Linked DNA regions of Ovis aries: region 2 is linked to region 1. The links are chromatin contacts, called in public Hi-C maps. All regions are on one chromosome and are shown on one strand. Each heading gives the region's core, a stretch centred on a gene start, on an enhancer-like site or on the middle of the called end of the contact. The rest is flanking DNA. Distances are from core to core; before and after follow the strand shown.

What was found. A called contact is a pair of places that touch in the nucleus more often than the background predicts.
Region 2: a contact with region 1 is called in a Hi-C map of hypothalamus, with 7 times the contacts expected there. The contact joins two enhancer-like sites. A contact is called at or near these places in 7 of 16 Hi-C or Micro-C datasets (hypothalamus, liver, muscle and 3 more).

What each region holds. Positions count from the first base shown.
Region 1 is chr20:3,503,547-3,506,246 of ARS-UI_Ramb_v3.0, reverse strand. The region is part of intron 3 of DST (dystonin); the gene reads right to left. Among named protein-coding and RNA genes, the nearest start is that of TRNAG-CCC, 82 kb to the left of the region's middle. Within about 2 kb of position 1,371, at least 8 of the 54 cell types and tissues checked have an H3K27ac peak or open chromatin away from gene starts, as enhancers often do. A contact at or near this core is called in hypothalamus, where this site is marked.
Region 2 is chr20:3,656,144-3,658,843 of ARS-UI_Ramb_v3.0, reverse strand. All of the region lies in intron 5 of DST (dystonin), which reads right to left. Among named protein-coding and RNA genes, the nearest start is that of TRNAG-CCC, 70 kb to the right of the region's middle. Within about 2 kb of position 1,258, at least 12 of the 54 cell types and tissues checked have an H3K27ac peak or open chromatin away from gene starts, as enhancers often do. A contact at or near this core is called in hypothalamus, where this site is marked.

The DNA of each region.
Region 1 (2,700 bases), core at 122-2,621:
GCAAAGTGATCCAGTTATATATGCATATACATATATATATTCTTCTTCCTGAGAATGGATTAAAATGAAGCTGCTTTGAAGTCGACGGACCCTCCAAAACTATTCTTTATTGATTTGAAATGATTTGCCACTTCACACGGAGAAGGCAATGGCACCCTACTCCAGCACTCTTGCCTGGAAAATCCCATGGACCAAGGAGCCTGGTAGGCTGCAGTCCATGGGGTCGCTAAGAGTCAGGCACGACTGAGCAACTTCACTTTCACTTTTCACTTTCATGCATTGCAGAAGGAAGTGGCAACCCACTCCAGTATTCTTGCCTGGAGAATCCCAGGGACAGAGGAGCCTAGTGGGCTGCCGTCTATGGGGTCGCACAGAGTTGGACACGACTGAAGCGACTTAGCAGCAGCAGCAGCCACTTCAAGAGCTGGGGGTACACTCCTTTCTTCTGGAAAAAGCAAACATGTTCTCTGACCCAAAGTCCAGGCCTCGCTTTCGATGTGGGGCTTAAAGTTCAGACAAAGGAAGAGAACTCTTGGGACCAGCAAAAGACCCCAGTTCCTCCTGCTCTGCTCCTGTTGCCTAAGGTTTGATTCCTGTTAAAATATAAATATCTGTCTATAGGGAATTCATTAAATAAATGACAGTATATCCATACAATGGACTACTTTGCAGCAATTAAACAAAAATGTTATTGATCTACATTAGCAAAGTGGGAAGGGTGCATACAGGATGATTCCTATTTTTAAAAAAATCTGTGTGTCTGTGTGTCTGTGTGTGTGTCTGTGTGTGTATGTGTGGAAATGAATAGAAAGATAGATGATTTATAGATAAATAGGCAGATAGGTAACTATCTACCAGAGTGTAAACAGCAGATATCTCTGGGCGATGACTAATACTATGAATGAATTTAATTTTATTCCTTATAATTTTTAACGTAAAACAAATAGTATACCAAAAAATTACTGAAAAGGAGAAGATACTATATCAAGGGTCAGAGAAAATATCAAAGGCTGTAGGAAGAAACAACCATTTAACCCAGTGATTTTAACTGTCTGGGGCTCATGGACACCTCTAAAAGCGTCCATGGAAACCTCTCTTCAGACCAGAGCCCATAAGCAAACACACACAAACTTCAAGTTACATCCTCAACTGTCAACCCCATTTGGCCTGCGTGTTGAAAACCAAAAAAGGGGGGAGGGGGGAAAGAATGTACAGTATTCAGAAGGGAAGAAAGGTAATTAGGAGAGTAAAGACAAAGCTGGCCTGGGTCATCATGGTTTAATATTTGGCCTTCTTTCCTTAAATAAAGGACTGTGAGAGTCCTCTGGTCTGATAGTGGATCTCTGCAACCAACAACAAACCGCTAGGCTGTGAGGGACAGAGACCCACGCACTGTGTCTCAGCACAGCCTCCTTGGGAAGGCGGTCTGAGCAGCTGGATTAGATCTCCGAAAGCGCAAAGGGACCTTCCTAATCGCCAATTCACTCCCACGGTGCAAAAACAACTCCATCTCCTAAAGCCAGCATAGTGACATAATGCGGCATTTTTAGCAGGGGAACTAAACAATAACCGCTCTAATTGAAACCCCGGTGGGGGATCTGGACTAGCACAATGGAGCTGCTGACCCTGGAAGCCGCCCAGCCTCGGCACCCGCATCTGGAGGAAGGTGCCAGGAAGCTGCCTCTGCCCGGCATTCTCTGAGGGCAGCAAGAAATCAGTGCGGAGATAAGACCCCGAGACACAGCCAGGCGGCCCGAGGCCCAGAGGCGGGCACGTGGCCTCTCACAAACGTTTACACCTGAGACATTGGCACACTGCAGTAAGCACAGTTCCAAAAATTTAAAAGAAAATAAAAAGCCTGTGAGGAATCAATTAGACACATTCAGATTGAGGGATATTTGAAGATAATTGTATCCTGGACTCTTTCAAAGAGGAAAAAGGTCAATGTCACAGAACACACATACTACCCAAAGCGGAAGCCTAACAACACAGTTATGAGCCTTGGTGGGAGTCTGAATTTCTCTTTAAGCTAAAAAGACAACAGACAACGGGGAGAATGTGAACCTGGATCACCAGCCGTTTATTAGCTGATTCTGGGAAACTGCTGTCCATTTTCTGAGGTGTGCAGATGGTATGCTGGTTGCAGAAAAGCTTCCTCACCTAAACTCATGCTGCCCGCACTTGTTCTCAGCTGTTTCCATATAAACAGGAATCGGTTAACGTGGCAACAGCTTTACAGTGAGTCTTCACTGTACTGCTCTCCCAACTTTGCTGTAAATTTGAATATTTTCAAAATGAAGGGCTGGGTAAGCAAGGCTTTTTATGGTGTGTGTGTGTGTGTGTGTGTGTGTGTGTGTGTGTGTGTGTGTGTGTGTGTGTGTGTGTGTGTGTGTTGCTTAGTGTAGGCCTGTTCTCACAAGATCAGATCCCCTGGGTTTATGTCCTCAGTGACAGAACCTAACTAAGTAATTGCTCATGTGAAAGTCGCTCAGTCGTGTCCTACTCCGCAACCCCACGGACTGTAGTCTGCCAGGCTTCTCTGTCCATGGGATTCTCCAGGCAAGGATACTGGAGTGGGTTGCCATGCCCTCCTCCAGGGGATCTTCCCAACCCAGGGATTGAACCCAGGTCCCCCAGAGCATCTCATAGACACTTGGAGAAGAACCAAAACAGATGCCGATGTCAAAGGGACCCCAGATC
Region 2 (2,700 bases), core at 9-2,508, 150 kb before region 1:
TTCTGCTCCCAACCACGCTGAAACCTGCCCCCTGGTAAAGCATTTCCTTCAATCCAGATGAAACTCCAAGGCCCCCAGACCCAAATGTGTGGGCAGAATCATAAATATTGGTTTATCCATCACTAATAGAGAAAAATTTTAACAGATGTTGTATACGCTGTTGCTGGAATGAATCTCTGCCACAGAATTATACCTTCTGTGGGAAGATTCAAGCTGAAAAAGCTGGCATCAATTTTTTCAAAGTGATCACCTCCCAGGGATGGAGCAGCAGGCTGGGCTTAGCAGATGTAAGCTATTATACACAGGCTGGACAACAACAAGGTCCTACTGTATAGCACAAAGAAGTGTATTCAACATCCTATACACCATAAAGGAAGAGAATGTGGAAAAGTGTGTGTGTGTGTATGTGTGTGTGTGTGTGTGTATTCTTTTTGTGGAATACAGATATGTAGAGATACACAGTATATATAGATACATACAGATATATAGCTGAATTTTTCTGTACAGAAGTTAACAGTGTAAATCCAATATACTTCAATTCTTTTAAAAAAAGGGATCACCTCCTAAACGACACTGCAATTTTACCAAATTTCCAGATTTCAATCTGCTCAGCAGAGACCTGTGGACCACGGACGTTTGACAGTCAGTCCTCGCAGGCGTTCATGACCAGAATCAGAGGCGATGCCCACGTATGCTGCGTACTAAAGCCTAACACCTAAGCGGATCTTATTTTCCCTCCAGTCCCTGTTCTGAACATCCTCTCTTTTAGACAGATAAGAGACCACCTTGGAACTCAGGGGCCATGTGTGCAAAGGTGAAGTGGGGACACAGCTGCGGTGCGGTTCAGCACACACGCGCCCCAGCGCCCGGGTGGGACAGCTGCACTTCCAACCCCGAGGGCTGAGAGAGCTGGGAAGCAATGTCGGCTGCACAGTGGCGGCCTCTGCTTGCACTTGAGGTATTCTTTCTACCCGAAATGCTGTTCTGTCCCCACTCCTCTGGCTATTGAATCTTACTCTTCCTTCAAGGTCAAACTCCAGGGTCACCCAAATCATGAAAGCGTCCCTCCTTTGCCCTCCCATAGTCCCTGGCTTATACCAGGACACCACCGACCATCCTTTTCCTTCAAGAAGAGTGTTACGTACATGATAGCACAAGCGGAAGCCCCTTAAGGGGACAGAGTCTTAGGTCCTCATTATAAATGCTTTGTGCCTCGCACAGTACCCTTCATACAGCAGACAAAGAAGTTCTGTTCAATAAATAAAAGATGGGCCATCTGTACTTTGCCTGTGACCTTAGCCATGCCCTCAGCTGTGGGCTCCTGAGTGCCTGCCTGGTGATGGAGAAGAAAAGAGAAACTCAGGACACAGAATCATGAACTCCATCGCCCACTTCCCAGAGGGGATCTGTCTCTCCTGCAGGGCCCACCAGGGCATCTGTTACAATTGGTACCTGGCACTGTGTCCTCTCATACAGCTGGAACTAAATAATGCTGCTCAGTGACCAACACAGAGAGGGAAACCTCCACTCCTGCACCAAATCCTCTAAGTGTTCCCCCTGACCCATCCAAACTGACCTGGGAAGTGACTGCCAGAATGGAGTTCAGGTGAAATCAAGAATCTTTTTTAAAATGCTTTTTTAAAAAATTGACATATAGATCAATGGAACCCAACAGAGTCCAGAAATAGACACATATTTACGGACAATTGTTTTTTATTTTATTTTTTCCCACCATACCACACACAGCATGTGGAATCTTAATTCCCCAAGCAAGGATTGAACCTGCGCCTCCTGCATTGGAAGCCCAGAGTCTTAACCAATGGACCTCCAGGGAAGTCCTAACAATTGGTTTTTCACAAAAGAACAAAAGCAATTCAGTGTTGAATCTTTTCAACAAATGATGTTGAAAAACTAATATTCACCATGCAGAAGGATTTATTTGAACCTTTTCTTCCAAATAGATCAGAGACCTAAATACTGTATGAGAGCAAAAACTATATCACTCACATGCCCTCTGAGTTACTGAGTGGCAATTTTGTTTACTACACTCATCAGAATTCACCAGGAATTAAGAATAAGAACAGTGCCCAGAATATAAGACAGGAAGTCAGGCCGTTCCAATCTGGAGGTACACTCGATGAAAATACACTTAAAAGGACTTATGATTTGTATTTATTAAAAATAGTTTCCAAAGTAATCAATTAGTAATTAAACCAAAGGACTAATTATAATACTAACGAGTCTAGAAAAACTGGCAATGCCAGCCACTTTCACCTAAACAAAAAAGGAGATCTATATTAAAAAAAGCAAAAAAGCAAATGGAATAGCCATACTGAAAAGGCTACCCAGTGATGCAGCTGGGCAACAGATCTAATTTGAAGGACAGGGATCACAATTCCTCAGTTTTCCATCAGTACGACTTACTGAACTCTTACTTGAAGCAGGTATCTCTTTCTTGACTCAATCTCATTCAAAAAGGGTTATCACAGAAAGAAAATCTTGCTTAAAAAATGAAGCAATGTACTTAGTTGGCTATTTCAAATGCCATTTTTTAAAATAAATCGAAGAAGGAAGCACCTTCAGAAAGGCAGCTGTAAAAAAGTAACAAAATTTTTAAAAACCTCAATTAAACAGAGTCAGGTGACCAGCAGGGGGCGCTCTCGCAGCCTGTGATGAGCCCAGCAGAAGACCCACCTTCCT